3 separate regions of the Zea mays genome follow, and regions 1 and 2 are each linked to region 3. The links are chromatin contacts, called in public Hi-C maps. All regions are on one chromosome and are shown on one strand. The core of a region is the stretch at or near the end of the contact, and the rest is flanking DNA. Distances in the headings are between cores, read along the strand shown.

Region 1 (4,231 bases), core at 148-2,647, 340 kb before region 3:
TCAAGTACCAATAGTAAATGTGCGGTCAGAGTTCTATGCACGTGGCCCATGCCTTGTACGAAATCTAAAACGTGGAATACTTTCTGCCCTTGAAGAGAACAAAGGTCAAAACACATTTTGCAGTCAGCAACTCGTGCAAGAACTGCCAAGACATTTTGTGACGTAATAACGACTGAGCATCTAATGGTTCAGGAAAAATTGACCAGCGAAACAGTGAGCAAGCGGGGAATGAACTATGGCGTTTTCAAGGATGTTCTCCGCTCCAAATACCACAAGGCTGTAAGTCTTGTGGTATTTACACATGTTACACTTTGACATAAAATTGTAAGTCTATAACAAAACCAAACCGAGCAGAAAAAATAAGTATAAGCACCATGATATGCTATATGATGTGAAGTTATTCACTCAAAAAAATTATGTGGAATTACGAACGGTTTACCAAATTTTAGGTAATCAATCTATAGTATGCTCTGATAATTAATCCAGAACTTTAAGCAACCGTCCAATTTACACATGATATCAAAATCCTGACATGCTTCATATTAATCATTAATCAGTAGAGATTACCCAACAGTTTTCTGAAACCTCCAAAATTTCTCTGAGACTCTACATTTTGTTGATACCATGCTACTTATACAAAATACCGCAGATCCTAACATGAGAAACAGGACGAAATTGATTGAATCGAATGAACCAGAGATAACGCACTAGAAAGAAGAGAAACTCACAGCTTCCCTCATGAACACCGAAGAATCGGCGCCCTTCCAACGGGGGTCGGAGTCCGGGAAAATCTGGCCGATGTCTGGCAGCCCCAGCGCGCCGAGAATCGCGTCCACCACGCAGTGCAGCAGCACGTCGCCTGCACGGGGCGAAGAAACAAAGTTCCCAAACGCGAGGTCAGAAACGGGACCACGCAGGAACCATAGAGGGCAGTGGCGGCCGCAGGAGCGCGTACCGTCAGAGTGAGCCTCGCAGCCGCGGTCGTGGGGGATGTTGATGCCGCCGATGATGAGCGGGAGGTCGGGCTCCAGGCGGTGGAGGTCGAAGCCGTGGCCCACGCGGAACGGTAGCGCGGGTGGCTTCGGCGCCGCGGTCAACGCGGGCTGGTGCTCCGCCTGGACGGCGGCCGCGGCTGCCGGGGACGGCCTCGGCCGGAGCCGCAGGGATGGCTGGGCGGACGGAGGGCAGGGCCCGGCGCGGATTCGTGGCGCGGTGGAGATGGGGGAGGAAGCCAGGAAGAGGGAGGAGGCGTAGGGCGCGGTGGCCATCGCGCGCCGCTGCTGGTGCTGGCTTGGTGGGCGAGATAGCGCAGTGGCCGAGTATTTTTTGGGATGCTCGGGGGAGAGGAGACCGGGAGAGCGCGAGGACGAGGAGGAACCGAGAAATCCTTGCGTTTTTAGGGCCTGTTTGGTTCACTACCTCAGTTGCCACACTTTGCCTAACTTTTCTACCTAAGGTTAGTTATTCAATTCGAACGACTAACATTAGGCAAAGTGTGACACATTTAGCCACAAACCAAACAGGCCTTTAATGTGCCGGAATTATTTGCGCCAAGGCGAAGTGAGCATCTGGAGTTGGAGATGCGATGGCGTGGCGGCACCCGCAGTCGGAGGAGAAATTCTCAAGCACTCCAGGTGGCTTGCTGCCCGGCTTTGACCGAAATTAGCACGGTGAAAGTAATTTGAAAAGGCCACTTCAAATAACCTACCCACCCTCTACATTAATATGATTGCCTGGCAGATGTCCTACCCAAGCAATTTTCGAAAAAAAAACATACTCACCCTTGGAAACGAACTCGATGCCAGAGTAGCCAGACTGCTGATACAGCGACAAAAAAATGTGGCAAGTACAAACTCGCTGGGCTGCTTTGACATTTCATAAATTCAAATGGTAGTGCTAACGCACAAGTCTCCTTTACATTGTGAATTTATTTTCCTTTTACACGTGGGCAACAACACCTGATGCACTACAGACGTACATAGGAATTGCAAATGTTTGAGGGTTGGTCCACCAAACCAGCCCTGAAGGGGGAAGATAAGCCGCATTTTACAGCGCCATGATCGCCTCAACTCCTCAAATGAAACTTTGCACACATGCTTTCTCAGACGGAGCGCACAAGTTCCGTATCAAGAGGGCCACCAGAAACCAATCAGAAAGCTGAACTCAACAAAGAATGGGAAAGGGAGCAACCGGCATTACCCAGATTCTCCTTTCATCTTCCCATTTCCAAGGACAGCCTTGATCTGAAGCAGCATTTCACGAGCCTAGATGGCCGAGCTTTTGGGGATAGGAAAGGCCAGGAAGGGTGCACGCTTCCTGGCAAAAATTATATGTACACACATCAGGCCGCAGACCAATATCACCTTTCAGAAGCCTACTGCACACGGCTGCACCCTTAGGCTGGCCGCACTCGCAAACGCGAAAAGGTACCGTAAATATTTAGAGTAGACTGAAGCCCTGCACTCGCGAACTCGAAAGTCATCCCTACCGTAAATTTGCTCTTCTCTTACCTCATATCCAGCGTCCTCTCTCTCCTACCCTATTTTCTTCTCTTTCGTGCACGTGGCCAACGGCTCCATCTCCCGCCATGGGACGAGAGAGGGGGGAATATTAAATTGGAAATAAAAATTGTAGTGGTTGGTATAGAGTAGAGATATAGGGTAAATATGGCTGCAGATGATTTTAGTATAGGGTAAAGAATCTCGCTGACCAGGACAGAATATTCCTTTTAGAGTAGAGAAATAAGGTAAAATGAGTGCGGATAGCCTTACACAATCGTCAGCCGAAGGCATGGAGCTAGCGAGAAGCACAAAAGGTGCAAACGCCTCCTTCATCACTCATCGGTGCTACTACGCCAGGGCAGGCACTATCCTCCTGAGGTCTGTCGAACTGAAATTATATGCCGAGAGACCTGGCCACACTACTCGCCTTTAATCCTGGAGTAGTCATGAACTTGTCTGTAGATTGTGGGAACAAAAGAGGCGGCGGGACAGCGAGGAGGGCACACCTTACATGAAAGGCGCGCTCGTCGCTAGAGCTGAACTTCTTGAGCTCCCTAGCCCAGGTCCATCAGAAGCGCTGTATAAGGACAACAACTTCCTCTGTGTCAAAATGCATAGAGCACAATTCAGTTCCTTTTTTTTACGATTGAGAATAAGAGAAATTGCATCCTGATTAGATGATCCAACTATACTGCACGTGCATGCCTAGTTTAGTATACAAATAGTTTCCCAGTGCTGAGGCACTTGGCTAACCTGGCGTACTTTACAGACTAGTTTTTCACTGAAGAGTGAAGACTAACGTTCGGAAGATTAATCTGTGTAACCTGATAAACTGACCACAGATTAATCTTGTGTTTTGTCCCTTAATACAATGTGGAGGGATGAAAACGGTCGGAAACGGTATTTATTCGGTAATCAGTTTTTAGTCGTTTTTCTTTGGTTGCGAATAAATAGGATATAGAATCTACAATACAAAATTGCATTCTTGTTTTTAACATCCAGCTTGTAAAGATTCATAAAAGGTAAACCTAAAATTCATTCTATATTTTCTCAAATAATATATATAAACTTCGGTATGGATTCGGAAACAAATTCGGTAATTTTTTTAACGTTTTGTGTTGTAGGGAGCAAATAATACATAAAACAATTTATGTAATATTTTATTCATATTTGTACTAATGTGCTTGATAACATAAGAAAAGATCAACATTAGATTTTATGCATATCTATTTTAAAATATTAAATTTGTTCTAACAGTTCGGATTACCACTTTCATCCCTTTGTGGGTGTCAGGAGATAAGAGTCTATGCTATAAGATAGTGGTTCGGACTTCAGGCCTGCTCTGCTGAGTACTGGCATCACGAATTGGCAAGACCTGCTTAGAAGGACCAATTAAGATCATGAATGGTTCGAGAACGCAAACTACACAAAACACGTGTAGCTTCTTTACATGCTGACCGAATGGGATTTTTCAAAGTGGCTACCCCCAACGTATACACACAGCAAAAATGGCATAACATCATGGATAACATAGTTCTGGATACTAATATTTTAAGGAAGGTAAAGGAAACCTCTACAAGAGGACAAATACCATAGAGAAATGATGCAAACAGCAAAACACTGAAACATGAACCAGAGTACCAGACACCTAAAGAAAACATTGCAATTACTAGTGGGTCGAAATACACAATCATCAATTAGTGGCAAACAATTTAGTAGAGGCATAATCT
Region 2 (4,311 bases), core at 1,067-3,566, 290 kb after region 3:
AGACACTGCTGGGGCTGAAGCCGAGTGGCTTCGTGATTTTCTATTGGACTTACCGGTAGTTGAAAAACCGATACCGGCTATTTCCATGAACTGTGACAACCAAACGGTGATTACAAAGGTTAACAGTTCTAGGAATAACATGAAGTCTACAAGGCATGTTAAGAGGAGATTGAAATCTGTCAGAAAGTTGAAAAACTCTGGAGTTATAACTGTGGATTATGTCCACACATCAAATAATCTGGCAGATCAATTCACTAAGGGTCTATCACGCAATGTGATAGAAAGTGCATCGAGGGAAATGGGTATGAGACCCATGTGAGATCTACTCTAGTGGTAACCTGCTCTATGCGATCGGAGATCCCGTGAAGTAGAGTGGAGAAACAAGCTAGGAGTAGATTGTGAGGAAAGATCCCTTCTTTAACTCATTTCTGATGCACATCTTTCCTATCTGTAAGGCAGGATGGTTTTTACCTTAATGTATTCCAAGAGTCTTATAAAGGTGAGATGTTGTCCTACAGAACATCTTCTGAGGAATACACCTATATGAGTCAGACTGCTGGTCACAGTCTATGGGACTTGGGTAATCCCTAAATACTCATGAAAGGCACTGAAGTGTGACTTATATGCTTCTAATCAGCGGGAATACCCTTTTGCAGCCTAGTATCAGCAAAGGATTTGAGTGAATCTTATTTCGCACAAAACTGTCAATTCAAGGCATAGTCCATTGTTCAGTTGTGAATGAGTGAAACTCTTATTCTAGATGGATGTTCAACTTAACAGTCTCCATCGAAACACTGGTATATCAAAGGATTGTGATTTTGATACTTCATCATTACAAACCCTAGAGTTTGGTGGGGATTGTTGGATCTTTTATGGGCTTGGCCCATTTATTGAATAAACTCTATGTTGTGAAATGGTGGAGAATACCAATAGTACCACATTGGAAGTCCAAGGGTCTTTTGCCTTGACTTATATGGTGGGATTTATTCCACTTAACTTGAGAAGTCAAGAAATGGACAAGGGCGTGCCACACGCGCACGCGCGCGCCGCCGCCGCCGCCGGCCGGGCCGGGCGAGGCGAGGCGAGGCAGGCAGGCAGGCAGGCGAGCGGGCGGGCGTGGTTGTGTTAATTTTTAGCACTCACTAACCGCGTATGTCAGCCGAGTGACCCTGTCTCTTCGTCAGCCAGCCGAGTGACCCTTCTCCTTCAGCTGCCGACTTATGGCGTGACTCGGCGAGAGCTGGCCGACTCATGGCATAACTCGGCTAGAGCTGGCCGACTCTTGGCGTGACTCGGCGACCTCTCTCCTTCAGCTTCCCTCTGCGAGAGGTTAAATAGAGGAGCTCCCCTGTCACTCGACACACACGAGAAACACTTTTCAGAATCACAGTTCAGCCGCCAAGTGAGGGTATTTCCATCTCGTGGCTCTGCGCGCACAGAGAGGCGAGAGGGCAGGTGCCTCCGAAGCCCTTGCCGTTCGAGACCCTGCTCGGGGGATCGGCAATTAGGTTTTTGGGGAGCGTCTACGCGACTGCCCAAACGTCTGTCGTTGTCTTCATCGCTGGTTCCTGGCGTCTTCATCTCGATCGGATGACAAGAGAAGCTGGACAAGGATCAGGATCCTCGGAGCGCATGAGAGGGTATGATCAATTCAGTTCGTTACTGTTTTATATTCTGCATATTATATATGTCGTATGTACCTCTGTTCTATCATGTTATAATATGTTATATCTGTCTGTCTTACAGTCATCCTGTTTATATTATTATCTGTTTATTTCCAGTTGCTCCACAATAATCCATGAACCATGCTTATATACTTATTTTATTTATATGATTTATATGCTTCATATGCTTTGTGTTCTCATGTTCCATATTGTTATGGATATTTTTGAGATCACGTTTTCTATGTTTGATTATCTATTATATGTCATCATCATAATGTTAATTTATGAATTAAAATGATACAGAAAATGCCTATAATTCTAACAGTGATCACATCGAGTTAGTTGCTTTTGGTTCACTCAGCTCCACCAAAAGGCAGTGGGCATATGTTGAGCACCAAAATGAGCGACAGACGGTCCGGTCCTGAGTCTAGACGGTCTGCGGTCCGAACGGTCCGTGCCGCGGCACCTGTACAGAGAGCACCACCGCTGTTTCCTGTTGAGTTATTGACGTTTCAAAAAGGCATCAACACAATCAAACATTTTAGATTGACTCTGTAAGCTTTGTGGATTAGTCCTCTCAGCGACCCCAGGTTGGGCGAGAGAACCGAACATGTACTATTTGGCCGCTCAAAGCAGAATATCGTACTACCAAAGACGACACAACCACCTCGTCCCAGCCGCCACGCTCACACGGACACGCCTGCCCCCAGCTTTCTTCCCGTTCAAACGCGCAGAAGCCCCGATAGGCCCAGACACCAGTGCTCGAGGGCAACGAAAAAAAAAGCACACTCGAGAACCTCCCAAAACCCTCGTCACCCGCCGCCGTCGCCGCAATGGACCGTGCCCCACCGCGCGGCGCGCCCCGCGACGCCGTCGGTCAGCGGTGGCTCGGCGTATTCGCCTTCCAGGCCGCGCTCTCGACCGCCGCCTCGGCGCTCTACCTCACGGTGTTCTCGAGCGGCCGCCGCCACCCGCTCCTCGGCGTCCCCTCCGGCCTCCTCGTCGCGCTTGCTCCGTTCCTCGCCTGCGCTGCCACGGGGCCTCTCGCGCTCGCGTTCCTCCTCTCCGCGTCCCCGCACCCGCGGCCTCCCCCACTGCCGCGGCGCGCGCTAGCAACCTCCCTCCTCGCCGCGGCCGGCGCGCTCTCCGTGGGCGCCGCGGCGGCGATGCTACCCGAGGACGCCGGGTGGGCGGCCGTCGCTGGGCTCGGGTTCCGAGGCGCCGTGCTTGGGACCATCTTCGCCGCGCACTATTTTGTCCGTCGGAGGTGGTTGCTCCAGTTCCCCGTCGTGCAGGTGAGTAGATTGGGTACAATTGTGGTTTCTCGTAGATAGAACAGTTTTGAGTGTTCTGAAATTCAAGATGAGCTGTAAATTTCGACACAAGACTACTGCAGTAATAGAGGTTGGAATTTCATGCTTAGGCATCGCATCGTTGTGCTTTCGGAGTACTCACTTAGGTTGGTACTAGTGACTTCTGTTGTTGAATGAACACATGCATTGGCTGTTTTTCTTTTGCTCTTGTGTGCTTCCCAGTTGCTGTTGTGCTCGGCAGCTTCCCCTACAATTTATTTTTGATTCATGTGTGAACTGGGAACTGATAAAACGAGGGTATTAACTGAAAACGGATCAGATGGGTGTGGGCGTGACTACCCTGTCTTATAGTTCTGGTGAAGATGCCGTCGGACGGGAGATAAACAGTGTGCTTATAAGATTAGAAATTTTGAGCCAGGATTTATTAAACTCGTTCAGCCAGCCTAGCATAGGCTTGCACTTATTCCATGAGTTGCTATGATCAAATTTGCACCCATACAGTTGGTATTCCTTCTCTTTATGTTGCCTGGGTGTGTCTCCCCACTTAGATCTGCTCAAATGCAGTGAATTGATAACTGATACATGATGGCTATTCATGGCATGACGAACTTACAAAATTAGTGATTCTTTGATAAGGCTGTTTGGTAATTTTAAGCCAAAAGTGTCATCTACTTGGAAAATAAGAGATGACTTTCTTAATCATCATTTATTTGTATTTGCTTGAGTGAGTAGTAACTTTTAATGTTAGCTTTTCCTCTCCAATCATTTAAGTAGTTGTTCAGTTGTCTTAATTTTCACTTCCTTTGTGTGCAGCGACCTCTATTCTATGGATTAAAGATGGGTCTCCTACCATCTGGAAACAGGGCTCTAAAGTTATCAATCCATGCCTTCTTGCTTTTCCATTTCCTAGTTTTCTTTCTTCCCTGGCAATTCAGAAAGGGAGGTTCTGTTGGAAGCCAAATACTTACTGAAATCAGTATTTTAATAGTGACTGCTGGTGTTTCCTTCTGTTTGGAAATAAACTATCATTTTGTCCAGGTATATTCTTCTTTGTGTCCCGACTCTTCAATCTTTGGAGCTTGACTAACTTGATTATGTTGGTATGTAACCAATTCCCCTTCCAACAAATTTCAGGTTGCACATACAAGGAGGTGCAGTTTCGCTCCACCTCAGAGCACTGCCGCTGCAGAGACAAATCCCACTGAATTTATTCTGGAAACTTTGGAACAAAGTGATCCACAATCATTGATACAATATCTTGCTTACCAAGATTTGTGTGTGGTATCTGAGTGTAACTTGGAACCGTGGCGCAGAGCTGCTTTCTTTGAGGAATC
Region 3 (4,504 bases), core at 1,708-4,207:
ATAGACTTGAATCCATCAAACATACTGACATGAAAGCCATGGTGGCGAACTTTAGATTGGTTAGTCTTACACCAGATGATGGGAAGTGCATCTCCGTAGACCATAGACACAAGACTTGCTGGCACTATTGGGTACCTTGCGCCAGAGTATGCAGGTGAACATTCTATATTTTCTTACCAAGTTCATAGATGCCATGTTCAATTCAGTTGACAATCTAGCACATTACATCTAACCTACAACTACCTGTAATAATATCATTTAAGGGTTAAATATTAATAGCTTTCATGTGGAATGATTTCATTTCAAAGACCAAGCAGTCAAACACAATACATAAATGCATAATAATATAATGAAAACTTGCATATTACCATATTTCCTCTAAAAATGGCAATTTTGTAGTGATGATTATATTGTAGAAATCAGCTAACTTACTACTGTATTTTTCTTCCCTGGACCCTGGTGCATGTGCACACCCTTATAATTTGGCATCGCTCCTATGTGTAAGTACGTACTATTGGTACTTCGTACTTTAACCTTGAAAAAAAAAAGTTTGGTCTTCTCTAAGACTAGAAATTTATTGATTCTGTGCATGGAACTCAGCTCCTACATACCACATCAATGTAATATAACATTTAGACTGCTCATTCTATTATATTTTCAGTCTGAACTATCCTGATACTATAAACAATTATAAATTTAGAAATTTTAGCGCTTCTATGTGTATATATGTACATATACATGTTTGAAACTACACAATTCTATATCTTTTATAAACATATCAAGCAACACCTTGCGCGGAGCGCGAGCAATTTACTAGTTGACATTATGTTTAACCTATTTATGGAACCATTTACCTTCATTCAGCTAGCACAACACTAGCCTGAACTTCCTTGGTGAAAACTGGACCTTTTTCTCAAGTTCACAAAAAGAGTGTTCAATTCAGGACTGCATGTTTGCATTGGAAAGTGATAACATAGATCACCAATTATATATCGATTTAGCTTAAGTTCCAAGGAATTTTCAAATAAAGACGAACTTATTCTAAATTCCTCATACATGCATTTACTAAATACTGTATTTAGCACTTATAATCAGCACATACAGAAAAAGAAAGCAGCTCGTGTCCTTGTGGATAATTCATAATAGATGCGCAAAAAATAGCAACTTCCAGGCTTCATAGGACTAAAAAAATTAGGTTACCATATATGGTAATACTGACAGAGTTAGCTCTGTATGAATCTTCAGTAAAGTTGTACAATTACACTACCTCATGCCAATGTGTAACAATGTGCGTGATAGTCTTTATACCCCTTTTGGATGTAGATGTTCAAGACTGGAATTGGAAATAGGAATTCTAAATTCTGCTGTTTGGCTGGCTAAAGAATTCAGAGCTGGAATTAAAGTTCAATTCCTTGGAATTGAACTTTAACTAAAAAGTGTCTCTCACAATTCAGATCCAAGATTCTAGGTATTGTATGGAATTGCAATTCCAGATACACCCAAACAACATATTTGTATTGAACCTCATTTCCAATACTAGACAGATAAGGTATTGGATCTAATTCAATACCAACATCTCCAATATCTACATCCAAACAGACCCTTAGTTAAATCTAAATTTATTGACATAATCAACAGAAACTATATAGAAATGAAAGCATCAAACCAAAGATCACCATGATACCAACCTTGTCAGACCCTAAGAAGCTGGACCTTGTTCTCAAAGGCGATGGCCATCCAGTCCGGGTGCGCGGCCGCCCACTGAAGTTGGTTTATTTCGGCGCCTGCATCGTACACTAGCACAGGATCAATCCCCTCGGCGGGTACAGCCGCCGCCGTCTCAGGCAGTTCCCAGATCAATGCTTGCCCGTCGTCCCCAGCCGAACAGAGGTGCCTAGTGGCTTGCGGCGCCCACGCGACTGCGTTGGCGCACGCCCGGTGCCGGTGCAGCTCGGCCACCGGCACCCCGGGCGCACGTATGTCGAGCACGACGACGGCGCTGCTGTCCATGAGCAGCGCGGCCATATAGCGGAGGTCAGAGCGGTTCCACGCCAGCCTTAGTAGCGGCGTGTCGGGGCGGGGGCTCTCGTAGACGATGGTGGAGTGCTCCTTGTCCCGAAGGTCGAAGACGCGGACGGAGCCGTCGGCCGATACGGAGGCGAAGACCCCGGCCTCCCCCCAGGCGATGTCGTGCACGGCCTTGTCGTGCGCGATGAGCTGCGTCTCCACGACCCCGCGATCGATGTCCCAGACGGTGCAGGTGGTGTCGATGGAGGCGGTCCCGATACGGCGGGGCTCGACCTCGTTCCAATCGAAGGAGGTGAGGGGTGCGCAGAACTCGGAGGAGGCCTTGCGGTTGTCGAGAACGGAGCGGAGCTCGGGCGCGGGGGCGGTGTCGGAGAGGTCGTCGAGCGGGGTGTGCCAGATGCGGAGCGTGTCGGCGGAGGAGGCGAGGAGGGACGGCGCGGCGGCGCGGGGGTTGAACTGGAGCTTGGTGGGTGGGTAAGGGTGGTCGAAGGAGAGCGCCGGGAGGGCGCGGAAGGAGGCGGCGGAGGGGCGGACGGGGTCGAAGGAGAGCAGGGAGACGCGGTTGTGGAGGTCCTCGAGGAAGCTGCCGGAGGCGAGGACGGGCGCGACGGGGGAGAAGGCGAGCGCGTAGATCGAGTGCGGGAGCTCGCAGGTGAAGGCGTGCGGGTTCGGCGTCTCCGGCCCCGACGACGAGGCGACCGAGGACGGCGGCTTGGGTGGGTCCATTGAGTGGAGAATTCGGGTCGATAGATGTGGGGGCGAAGCTGCGCGGGGGCCGATCCTGCTGGGACTTGAGAGGTGATAAAAGGAGCGACGCGCGCGTGCGAGCGGTAGGTAAACGGCGGCCGGGCACGGGGGTTGAACGATGCGGGCGGCGGCTCGCCGGGCTGAGGACTGAGGTTGTGCCGTTGTGGTAGAAGTGGAACTGGAACGTGGGATGACGTGGGTAGAGTTTACCAAAAACCAGTAGTCAACGAAAACGGTTTACCTCTAGGAAACCGACGGTTTTTGCTAAAACTGAACGATTTAAATTTTAAATTAAAAAACTTTCGAAAATCTGTAAATCAACAAATCAGTAAATAGTTAAAACCCGGTTTTCGTCAGTTTCTAAATTTTTCGACCGGTTTATATTCTTCAAATTAAACAAAAAAATGCTGATTAATTTTTTACCGGTTTTTCGTTGTTTTTACAAAAATGCTGATTAATTTTAAAAAAATAAAATTAAATATAAGATGTACCAGGAGAACACGTGGTTATATCATATTTTTTATTTTTTTATAAAAAAAATAAAAAAATACGTTTTGGACGAATTTTTAAAAGTCGACTCGAAAACGTTACCGATAATGGGAATCTCGACCGGTTTTTGTAATCCTTCCCGGCGACGAGTCAGCCGTCGTCTGGTCAAAGTTTGTTGCCCATGTCACCGGATCCCTGGTCAGGTCATTTCGTGGACTGGGAATCTTTGGTTCGTTTCTAGCGCCGGGGACATGAGTTCGTCGACGTCGACTCCATGGTTCATTTCTAGCGCCGGGGACATGCGCATCTCATCCTGGCAGGATGCGCATGCTCAGATAACTTTGATGAAGAGCACGTAATCGACGAATAACAACAACACATCCTTCACGATATTCGATAAGGCTTGGGCAACAAACAGGCATAAGAAGCATACAACATTAAGCGAAACAAACCACATGATGAGCATAAATTAACATCAGAGCCACTTAAATAGAGCACGTTTCTCTATTACTAAAGCAGATAGGTGTACAAGAAACCTGAGTCTATAGGCAGACTTTTTTTTTGAATAACCAAGCATCAAATGTCATTGTATTCCGACAAGTCAAAAAACTCATGGCGACATTACTCTCACGAGCGATCTTCGAAACCATCTCCTTATTCATGTGATCTTAGCGCTGGGAAGTGAACAATGCGCGGCTGACAATACCAGTGGCCTCAATGTAGCGGTCAACACAACGTGATATGCAGCTGCTCTCGCTTCCACTCAAGCTTGATCCTGGCTTGGTCACGCACTTTTCAAAGCACTTGTTCCCGACGGTCTGCAAGACAGATCAACACCACCTGTGAGCTTAAGAAATTTCACCATATGAAATGGCAGGAATTTCCTAGATTCATCCTTTTGCGCTTTCGTGTGTAATCTTTGTTTATTTAAGTTTGTAGAGGCAATCAGCATCATCCTATTTGTTTTTTAATAAAAACTTGGCAACATGTGGAAAAAAGACTGGCAATTTCCTAGATACATCGTGTTGTCCCCTCAGGGCTGTGAATCTTCCAAGGCAACTAAATAGTTTTTAAATTCGCTCATGTGACCCCCAAAGAAGAACTAGTCAATTGTTCGGGCTCAACACATTGCACGTGACCCAAGGCGAAAAATTAATACTGGTGGCACAGAAACAAGGAAGAAACTTCCAATATAATTGGCTAATTGCATGTATACTGCTTGTTATGTCATCGTTTCAGG

Evidence for each region. Hi-C and Micro-C count contacts between places; a contact is called where the count stands out from the background.
Region 1: a contact with region 3 is called in a Hi-C map of ear, with 1.8 times the contacts expected there. The contact joins the promoter of LOC100276918 here to the promoter of LOC103627556 in region 3. A contact is called at or near these places in 2 of 25 Hi-C or Micro-C datasets (ear and tassel).
Region 2: a contact with region 3 is called in a Hi-C map of tassel, with 2.4 times the contacts expected there. The contact joins the promoter of LOC103628806 here to the promoter of LOC103627556 in region 3. A contact is called at or near these places in 2 of 25 Hi-C or Micro-C datasets (ear and tassel).

What each region holds. Positions count from the first base shown.
Region 1 is chr5:204,171,086-204,175,316 of Zm-B73-REFERENCE-NAM-5.0, forward strand. LOC100276918 (methyl erythritol cyclodiphosphate synthase2) reads right to left here and starts at 1,398. Exons shown (of 3, transcript NM_001150613.2): 1 at 956-1,398; 2 at 729-859. The coding sequence starts at 1,268. It overlaps LOC100280329, which reads right to left. Exons shown (of 10, transcript NM_001361060.1): 8 at 4,093-4,149; 9 at 3,008-3,101; 10 at 1,848-2,316. The coding sequence ends at 3,009.
Region 2 is chr5:204,801,506-204,805,816 of Zm-B73-REFERENCE-NAM-5.0, forward strand. LOC103628806 reads left to right here and starts at 2,317. Exons shown (of 4, transcript XM_020538638.1): 1 at 2,317-2,959; 2 at 3,791-4,015; 3 at 4,112-4,311. The coding sequence starts at 2,498.
Region 3 is chr5:204,509,212-204,513,715 of Zm-B73-REFERENCE-NAM-5.0, forward strand. It overlaps LOC103627556 (protein TRANSPARENT TESTA GLABRA 1), which reads right to left and starts at 2,958. Exons shown (of 2, transcript NM_001323373.1): 1 at 1,689-2,958. The coding sequence starts at 2,754. The coding sequence ends at 1,693. LOC100285351 (pale aleurone color 1) reads right to left here. Exons shown (of 2, transcript NM_001158243.1): 2 at 3,704-4,082. The coding sequence ends at 3,933.